Regions from separate parts of the Anser cygnoides genome. Here region 1 is linked to region 2. A link is a contact called in public Hi-C data. All regions are on one chromosome and are shown on one strand. Each heading gives the region's core, a stretch centred on a gene start, on an enhancer-like site or on the middle of the called end of the contact. The rest is flanking DNA. Distances are from core to core; before and after follow the strand shown. Region 1 holds the start of FBXO9 (F-box protein 9). Region 2 has its middle 20 kb from the start of ELOVL5.

Evidence for each region. A called contact is a pair of places that touch in the nucleus more often than the background predicts.
Region 1: a contact with region 2 is called in a Hi-C map of liver, with 3 times the contacts expected there. The contact joins the promoter of FBXO9 here to the enhancer-like site in region 2. A contact is called at or near these places in 2 of 7 Hi-C or Micro-C datasets (both in liver).

Annotation. Positions count from the first base shown.
Region 1 is chr3:97,843,902-97,848,743 of Taihu_goose_T2T_genome, forward strand. FBXO9 (F-box protein 9) reads right to left here and starts at 3,136. Exons shown (of 13, transcript XM_048078089.2): 1 at 2,890-3,136. It overlaps CILK1 (ciliogenesis associated kinase 1), which reads left to right and starts at 3,328. Exons shown (of 15, transcript XM_048078077.2): 1 at 3,328-3,482; 2 at 3,712-3,803.
Region 2 is chr3:97,728,802-97,734,177 of Taihu_goose_T2T_genome, forward strand. No RefSeq gene overlaps it. Among named protein-coding and RNA genes, the nearest start is that of ELOVL5, 20 kb to the right of the region's middle. Within about 2 kb of position 3,845, at least 2 of the 3 cell types and tissues checked have open chromatin away from gene starts, as enhancers often do. A contact at or near this core is called in liver, where this site is marked.

The DNA of each region.
Region 1 (4,842 bases), core at 1,886-4,385, 110 kb after region 2:
AAATAAAACAAACTCTGAGTATCAGTGACAAGCCACCACAATGAAAACAGCAGCAAGATGCCAGTAGAGAAAAAAAAAAATCAATAAAGACTGAGACATTTGTTTAAAGTTCTTCCTGCTTCTGAGGCATCCCAGTTTTTATAAGATTCTGTGCTAAAATTCACATCTAGCTCTGCAAGTATGTCACACAAAGTGAGATTAAGAAGGTAAACCTGGCATTAAGATTACCAGCACTACTTATAGAAGCTCTGCGTCCCCCTCCATCCTCCTGCAGATAGCCCTCGAAGACTTAAAATGACATCCTGTAAACTTACTAGTGAGAGTCTTTGGAGTTCTCGTAATTAAATCCCTATCTCCTGCACAGCATCAGTGCAGCTGTCAAAGCATTTCTGCATTCAGAAAGTTTACAGAATTTATATAACACCTGGACGCTGACGATCAAGCAGAACACTGGCAAACCCGATGGGCAAAAGTTTAATCTCTTTGTCTTGGTGACAAGCACATCCCTGGAGTCCAGCTCGTAGCACCTGTCCCTGGTTCCCTAAACTACCACAGACTTACTGGACTGGCTTGTCATCTGTAGATGTGCTTTCACTGATACGTTGGTTGATTGATCTTTTACAATTCAATATGCAAACAGCATTGGTTGGTTAAAAAAGACATTGTGTCTGCTTCTACACTGATTCTTAAGGTTGTGTATTTTAAATTTCTCAGTGGAGGAAGTAGGTAAGCCAGAATGTACCAAAGCCTTAAATCTGAGCAAGGAGTAAAATAACTTAGAAACATCATGGTTTTTGACTCCAGAATTTGGTTGCAGGCTGTTAACGTTGTACAAGTTGCAGCAGACCTACCTATCAGCAGAGTACTTCGGCACAGAGGGGCTACACCTACGCCGGGCAGAGACAGGCAGGAACAAGCTAGCTCTGCCACGCATGTCTTGTATCTGCGTTATTACGGCACGGTGCTGGCACAAACAAGGCCTACCTCTGCCTGCACAGAGTGCAGAGCCACAAGGCTTCTGGCTTGCAGCTGAATTTTGTCCAGGCAGCTCTCAGTCTGGGCAGAAGAAGCCTGGTTTTATCTGCAAAATGCAGAGACTAGGAAAGTTATTTCTAACTAAATCAACACATTATCTCCCGGCGCATAAAGGCACACCCATTAAAAGCTTTAAACTACAAAGTCTGCAAATAAGCTATTTTAAGCCAATAAGAGTTGGAATTGCATTTTAAAGTTGGCTGAAGTCTACCTTGTTGGTTCCTTCCAGCTCGGGGTACTCTCTGGTTCTACCTACTGTTCAAAAACTTGGTTTCAGTAACTTTTCATGAGTCTTGATTTTCTTCCCCTTGCCTTTGTTTCAACTGCCCTACCTGCTCTTCATTTCTGAGTCAAAAATCAGCCATGGTTCTGGATCAACTGCTTCCAAAATATGGTTCAATGCTCTTTAACACTTCAATGTGCTCTCAATCTCAATCCAAAATAAAAAATAAAAATAAAAATATACCATACTATGGAGACCTACTCCAAAGCCCAACAGCTGTACAAAAAACCAGAAAGCATTAAAAAATTCTTTACAACCAAAGTTTGGCTTTCATCTTTACTTCTATGCCGAGTTCACGTCTGTTCTGCAGTCTCTCATATGACAGGTTTGTCTTCTGTCAGCAGTGACAGCACAAGCTATCATCCCTCCAAATTTATCAGTAATGCAATTCTTTCACGTTGCTACTGAACAGCTAACTGGACTGGAAAACTGTTCTCTATTAACAACCTTTCTGCTCTTTATTTGATCTGTGAAATCCCCATGGTTTTGCTAGTACAAACACGTAAACACACGGGTAAAGCAGGCATCACCACTGGCAGGCAGCTCATGAGATCGTACCCAGGGCAGGTTTTGACTTGTAAAAACTGGCTCCTTCCCTGCATTCTGGTAATACTTAAGCTGTAATTATAGCTCCTCAAGTTCACAGAATCAGGTACTGTTACTACTTAGTAGCTTAAAGAAATCAAGCCTGTTCATCTTTACTATTGGCCTTCCTTGTGCTACAACTCAGGCATCCTACGTAACAGCGACTCGATCCTGCTTAAAAAGCGAGCCATCCTCAGTGCAGGCTGATCAGCTCAAACGATTTTTGCCGTGAGAAAAGTGGCAGCAAACCAAGCATCCAAAAGGTCAACAGGGAGACAGCAAACATCAGAGCCAGCCTGTGACCTGCAAAAAGAAGTCTGCTGAGTCAATTTGATTCTGATTTGTTTGCAAAGCTTTAGAAAATATTTGCCAAATGCAAAAACTAGCTTACGTGTGTGTGGCTTAGCTTTAACTATTTTGCAATCAACAACTGCATGCTGCTCTCCTCCGAGCACAACAGCCACTTCCTAGAGGGCTCGGCACTGCAGCTGAGCATTCCGGATCTTTGCTTCAGCAAAATAAAGGTAAGAAACAGTTCAAAGCCCAAGAGGGCTACGTGCCAATCGTTGGGAACTGGAGAATAAGCAGGGATGACACTGCAAAACTGTGACCGATGGCCAACGCTCTCCTTGAACTGTAGGGAAATGAGGAGTAGCTCATGGTTTTGTCTATGTGGTTGGAGTGATATTATGTCCAAAAATTGGTGTTTTAAGTCGTAGTGGTGAGTTCTGAGGGCTCTTGAAGGATATAAAAGGCTTGGGTTTGAATGGCCGGGCTCTCAGGGCGGACAGCTGAACTGACCCGGCGGTGCTGTCGGGAAAGCAGCCCTGACCCAGCCTCCTGACACCTCAGACCCCAAACCCTTAACGAGCGGGGTGCCTGCCCCCAGATCACCTCAGAGGCGTCGCGTTAAGGGGTGCAGCCCCCGCTCCCGGCAGCGGCCGCCCCCCAGCCCGGCCCCACCGCCCTCCGCCGCCCCCTCTCACCATGCTGCCGGCCCTCGGGCGGCTCCGTCCCGTGCCGGGGGTCCGTGCCCCCCTTCCCTCGTCCCGCCTGGTCCCCGCGGGGGGCACTTAGCAGAGTTCTCGGTCGGAGAAGCGCACCACGCAGCGGGAGTCGCGGCGGGCCCTGCGGACGGCAGCCATCTTGCCCGGCGGTGAGGGGCCGGCGGAGCGGGAGCGGCGGGGACACGGCGCCACACCGACCCGCCGCGCCAGAGCGCCGCCCGCCGCGCGGGCCGCTCTGAGGAGACAGCGCCGCCGCCGCGGCGGGGACTACGAATCCCAGCGCGCACCGCGGCCCCGCCGCCGTTCTCCTGCATGAAGGGCCGCTGCGCGGTGCCTGCTGGGAAATGAAGTCCAGCGGGGATCCCTGCCCCGGCCAGCGCAGAGGCTGCCGGGAAGTGTAGTCCGGCGGCAGCGCTCCGTCCCCGCTGGGCGGCGCCATTTTCTCGGCGAGCGGCCCGGGCCTGGGGCCGGGCTCGGCTCCCGCCCGAGGCCGCCGCGGCCCAGCGCCGTGCTGCTGCTGCCGCCGGCACGGGGGGGCCCTGCCCTTTCTGGAGGCCCTTTGTGGGCGATGGGTGAGTGGGCCGGGCTAATTAGCAGCTGGCTAACGAAGGGGAGGGGTGGCGGTGGTGGTGTTCGAGCCGCGCGCCTCTCATCGTGCCGTGTCCTCGCCCGCCCGCCCCAGTGAGAAGGTTTTATTGCGGGGGGTGTTGTGTTTGTACGTGGCGTGCGCGGTCAGGTTCTCCAAAACTGGGTGGAAATCGGGTTTTAAATCTGCATAACAGTCTTTGTTGTTGTTTTCAGGAAAATACCGTCTGTGTGTCTTTACATGTGAGCTGTTAACCCTTATCCATGCCTGCAGCCGTGAGGAATGTGTGTCTGTAGTGGGCAGGCAGGTGAGAGCTCGGGCCTGGGCAGCGCTGGCAGGCAACGGGGAGAGAGTCACCAGAGGGAGTGTAAGGGGGGTGGCACAGCTTTCAAACCAGCCCTTCACCCACTACACCCGTGGGGAGGAGAGGGAGAAGTAACGGGGCTGGCTGCAGGCACGCCCGTGGAGTTCGTGGTCTGGAGCAGCGAGGGTGAGGGGTTGGGGTTGTAGCAGAGCGGCTGAGGTTTACAGATGCTCCATACCGCTACAACGGGTTGTCTGTAACGGGGCTTGTAGTTTGGGCTTGGAGGCAGAGCTGTCAGGCTTTTCTCCTGCCTGGGTGTGTCTCTGTTCATCAGGGAGGGAGGGAAGCCTGCTTCTAACAACAGAAAAACAGGGTGCTCTGTCACGGGGTTGGACACAAGTACGCGTTTATGCTTAGAAGATGTAATAGGGATGACTTAAAGCAGAAATCTCTTTTGAATAAGTACACCCAGCTCCAGCTGGCTTCACTGAGAGTGATGCATGCCTACAGAAGGAGATTTAACTCTTCTCTGTTCTCTTGAAATATTATTTTAATTTAAGCAATGTAACTGCTCTGAAGATCAGCCTCTATTTAGATGCGTGGTCTGGGCATCCAGACCTTTCAGGCTTTTTAAACAAACCTCCTTTTAAATGAGTGCACTTCGCTGTAGGATTCCCTGGCACAGCATACCGCCCAGGGGAGGAGCTGCGTGTGCCATGCTCCTGAGTTCCAAGCCCAGCTCACTTTGTTTTGTAAACCCCAAGCCCCAGGGAAATAATTTTGTGATGTACTTTTAAAACCGAAGTGAAGGAGTGTGAAAAGCAGGTAGGACAGAGTTATTGTTACAGTTGGGTCTGGCAGTCGGTCGCTTGAGGCCAATTGTTTTTTGTTCTTTGTTTCCCTTGTGTGCCTCCTCCTTCCGTCCCTGTGATCCCGCTAGAGCCAGCAGGAGCCTCCAGTGCTCAGGAAGGGCAGGATCAGGCCTTCTGCACAGTAGCAGGAAGACTACAGCTGGGGGACAGCGCTGTGGATGCCTGAGCGG
Region 2 (5,376 bases), core at 2,595-5,094:
CCTCTGGTCTGTCTGAGTTAAATAATTTCTGTGTTCTTACACAACTCAATGTTAACTGAGAAGAGGGCATAGGAGACAGAAAGGACTGCAGCCTAGCAGGCAGGTATTAGGTTAGGAGTCCTGGGTTTGGGGAGTGGGTTCATTATTTAAGCAGTCAGTAGTAGAGTACAGAAAAAGAGAATATGGACCACTCAGACCTCTCGCCTAGCAGGTGAACATCCCAATCACCAGACCTACATGTGCTCTTCTCTGGTGGGAGCCTTGAACACAGCCTGAGGGCTCCTTCTGTGGGGAAGTTGTTAATGATTTGAACGTCGTTTGGCTGAGGTGCATCTAAATTCAAGTCTTTGGCTTTCTGGGGAGCCCTCCAAACCCAATGGTATTGTGCAGAAGACACCCAGACCAGCTGCAGCAACGTTGCCATGTTCCCTGACAGAAGGGTGAAGTCAGCCCAGCTCTTCCAGCAATCGCACAGAGCAGGTAGGCTCTTCTTCTCCAGAGGACTCAGAGCTCTCATAGTGCTAACCTTCTAACAACACTGACCAAGTGTTTTGTAAGAAAACCTCATGGTTTCCTGCTGACTTTCCTACAGAGCAGCATTTCCAGCAGTTTTGCTCCATGCTCCTGCTCTAGGTGAATTCATTCATTCTTGCCCCTCTCCCTCACTAGTAATGTATTAATGTACTTACACTCTCATGCCCAACTACCTTCCCAGCCATCTCTTCTAAACTCCTTATCAGGTACAGTCCACATCTTGGGAAACCGTGCTCCAACAGCCTGTTAAAATTAACTAGCCCCTTCCATGGAAGTACAGGTTGCATTGAACCATAAAGATACCTAGCCCTCCCCATGAAGTGGACAAAGAATTTGGGGCTCAGATATAGCCCTAGGAAAGCAAACAGTCCTGGGTGGCGATATATGCACAAAAAACATATGGTTAGCTTGCTCCCTGGCACAGTCCTGGCCTGATCTGACCAGCAGTCTGCTAGCCTATGCCCATGCATGACCCAAGAGTTATGCAGGCAGGCAGGATGCTCAGAGGGGGAGAGTCTGCCTGTATGGACATGAGCTGCACTGGCCTCAAGGTGAGTTGGCCTCCTTGGACTGTTTCATTTACTAGTACAGATGTAGCCTACATACCTCACAGCAACATCCACTGGAGAAAGCAGGCAATAGCCATAAGTTAGACATAATGACATTCAGCTCTGTGTGCCCCCATCTTTTCTTGGTTTTGCCACTAGACTCTCTAGAAAACTAGAATTTTATGCTGCTGTGGTTATATCCAGCAGTACCTGATGGCACATCGTGTACTATACAGGACCCAAGGAGCCCTTCACAGATGAAGAGGCTGGTCAGGTACTGCAGCTCCAGGCAATGGCACAGACTCAGAAATTTATGATTCAACCTTGTGAAAGTCAAGCAGCATTCGAGTCTCATATAATAATTGTTCTTGGTACACACTGTCTCCAAGTCCAATTTTTGGTAAAACATCTGAAAAGCTACATCCAGACTTTGTGCCTGAAATAACAAACAGATGTTCTCAGGCATGGAGAAGGTCTAATAGCATAGCCTGTTCCCTACAGCATGAGCAGGAACTGATTTGCTTTCCTGATAGAGAAAAGTGCAGTTCAAATGCCTGTGCCAGTGTTTGATCTCTCTCACAGTGCATCCTAAAAGTGGTTTTTTAAGTTTCAGATGGAGTTTCCAGGAGTTCCCTGGAGCACTCTGCCCCATCACGCAGGTTATTAACAAAGATGTTAAATAATATTGGCCTCAGTATCAATGTCTGGTTACACCACTAGGCACCGGTCGGGACTTTGTGCCACTGATTGCCACCCTTTGAGCCTGGTAAGTCAGCCCTCTTTCGGTTCACCTCGCCGTCCACCTACCCAGCCCCATACTTTATAAGCTTGTCTACGAGGATGTTATGGGAGACAGGGCTGAGGGCCTGGCTAAAGGCAGGACAAACAACATCCACTGCTTCACCCTCATCCACCAAGCCACTCATCTCATTGTGGAAGGCTATCGGGTTGGTTAAGCATAATGTCTCCTTCATAAACACATAGTAACTACTCCCAACCACTTTCTTGTCCTTCACATGTCTGGAATTGGCTTCCAGGAGGATTTTCTCGATCACCTTTACAGGGTTTGAGGCAAGGTTAACCAGCCCCATCCCAGTTCCTCAGATCTTCCTTCTTGTACTTCTTGAAAATAGGAGTGACATTTGCTTTCTTCCCGTCCTCAGGAACCCCTCCTGAGTGCCAAGATCTTTCAAATATAATCAAGAGTGGCCTCACAATGACATTGGCCAGCTCCCTCAGCACTCATGGGTGCATCCTATAGGTCCCATGGACTTGTATATGTCCAATTTGTTTAAATTCTGAAGGCCAGTCTTAACAGTAGAGACCAAGGTGAAGAAGGCTTTGAGTACATCAGCTTTTTCAGTCTGTCACCACATCCTTTGCCCCACTCAAAAGCAGGACCAAATAGTCTTCACATAGTCTTCCTTTTGCTGTTTGACTTGTTACCATTCTTGATGTTACCCATATTCAAATCCCGTGCAGTTCCTCTATATTCTTCCTGGGTCACCTGTCCTTGCTTCTACCTCTTCTACATTTTTTATTTATTTTTTTTAATGTTAGAACCTGTTTCTGAGCGTACTCAGGACCTATGCAAAAACCCAGAACCTTTGGAAAACTGCAGGTCTGTGAGCAGTTCATGCCTTTTGCCTCCAGGACCAACCTGAGGCCAGAGGCTGGCAGCAGAAAAACAGATCTTTATTCCTCTGAAGGCCTGAGATGGAAAGAATGGTGGAAAGGATGAACAAAGAGAGAGGGAGGAGTGCAGAAGGGAGGAGAAAAGACAGAAGATAAAGTGTCATTTTAATGGGAGTTCCTATATTTCCTCAAATTCAACATGCCTGACTGTATCTATGAATGCTTTGCAGGGCCTTTACCTGTGTCAGATGACACACAGGTAGTCACATCAGCAATTTGGTTTTAACTGCTTCAGAACAGATCATATCTCCTCATTTGTCCATCTCATGATGAATGATGTCCTCATATCATTCCTCCTGAATATTCCCACCGATGCTTGCTTTCCTCTTCCAACTCAGTGCCCGTTCTCTAGACCATTTGCTGTACCTGGAGAAACCTTCCTGCTCTTTCAAACACAAATGCCCATCCACATTTCCTTCAGGCTTTTATTGTTCATACAGATTTCCAGTGCAAGGCACGTTTCTAATGCCAAAGTTTCACCCCTCAACTTCTACCAGCTGCATGGCATTTATCTAAAAAAGATAGCACCTGAAAGCAGCTCATCTGTGAGGACCGTGCAGAGCCATGCAGATCTTTGATTCGTTGCCTGATGGTAACTGATGTCCAGAGCATTTTGTACCAAATGAGGCAGGCAGCCAAATTCCGATTCTCTCACCTGTGTTGCTATAAAAGCAGGGTTAGAGCTCCGAGGTTACCTCAGCGTTATGCCTACGCTAAGTGACAGCAGAATGTCATCCAGCAGGAGGGTTCTGCAATTGAAAGGGGTAAGCAGATTATCTTCTGTTGATCTTATCTGCTTACCCATTCATTGGCACTGTTATGTAAGCTACGCATGCAGTCAGGGTTTGTGTAAACATATAAAGGCAATGTCCTTAAAGTCCCTTGCAAATACACCGTATTTATCTCAGGGAAAATGTTGTTTAAGATTTTTACAAGGGGAAGGCAGACCAGGAGTACGGCACACTTGTCTGCTGCCACGTCCTTTCCACTACAGCAGATATTAGCACCAAATGGGTAGAGAGATAAAGCTGTTTCTAAGGAACATTTTCCCCTCTTGAATGTTCAGTATTGTGCAGAACCGTACACATGAATTGTGCGTTTTACAGGAACAGGGAAAGTAAAAGACTTTTTTGACAAAAGTCAAAAAGCTCAGTTTTGATAAAAGCTTGATCCTTCACAAAATTCAGAAGGTATGATATTTGACTTTGCTGAATTTAGACCTTGTCCTTAATTTCCCTTTCACAGCAGATGTAAGAAAATGCCATACAATTTCAAATCACTGCAACACAAGACAGTGGTTATTGCCCTACTGACACATGTGCTTACACACATCTTTCTGGCAAGGTAAAATAGCCTGCAGTGTATCTACATTTTAAAGCTTTTTCTCGCTGCCAGAGGACACAAAAGCATAATTAGGTCACAAAATGCTCCAAGTGGTTTCCCTTAAATTATTGTCATCTTTTGGTAGTTAAGATTAGCGAACAATTTAAGATTTTTAAGGTGAAAACTATTCATTTGTGCTGTTTTCATAGCAAACCCAAAATTACCTCTTGCTGCAAGCTAAATTTCTCATGGATCCTGGAAGAAAGAGTAAGAAATCAAGAAAAAGGAGTGTGCATACATTATAGTTTATTGTTCTGCCTTCAGGAAAACCCTCCGTGGACCACAAAAACACATTTGTAACTATCATATGTCTGGCTCCTTGCAGTTGCTGCCCGGCAAAAAAAATATTGAGCTGGCATATCCTTTGTAGTATTATAAAAATTTTGCCACAAGGTCAGCTTAGGAATATCTCTGTGTTAACAATACCTTGAGCTCACCTAACAGGCTTGCTCGGTGACCTCAGAGCAAACACTGAACTTGACAGCTGGAAGTGGAGAGGGGGAACACGGCTTTCTTTCGGGAGAAATACAAGGGTATTCAGGCAGCGCAGCCCAGGGGCCTGTCTGTTTGCCAAGGCTGAGGAACGTTTCATTGACAAAGACAGGAAGTGCTGATGCATTTTCCCCAAACAAGGCATTAAAACTGTTTTTCCCTGCTATCGACGCCACCATTTTCAAAAATACATTGAAAACAAAGGGCATTTGTTCTTACGGGTTTGAAAAAAAGAAAAAGGAAAAAAAAAAGAGTTTGTTTTGTATATAGCAGGAATAAATATTTTTTATACTTTTTTTCTTTGTCAGAAGTCATTCTTTTGGGGCTTACAGCTTGTCAGGTTCAAAACCCCATTGTTTCCCGTTGCATTCTCAGAGGTTTTTTTAGTAGCTGTTCCTCCCTAGCTAGACAGCAGCAGAAGTAAATGTGTTTCCATGTGTTTAGAAACCAAGGAACAATGAAACATTCAGCCAAGCTTGCCTGAACAGATTTATTTATTTATTTATTTTTAATTTCAGAGCAATTGGGAACAGGAGAACTGCCTGAGAACCTGGAGGATTCATGAGGAGGAGCTCCGTGTAGCAACTGGGACTGCTGGGAGATTAAGGGTCAGATACTCCTCTCGCTAAGCTCCCAAAAGTAGTGCAATTATCCAAAACGAGCCGAGAGAATTTGATCCCTTTTCTTGCAATGGTATTCTGAGGGTAAATTACCATGATTAATG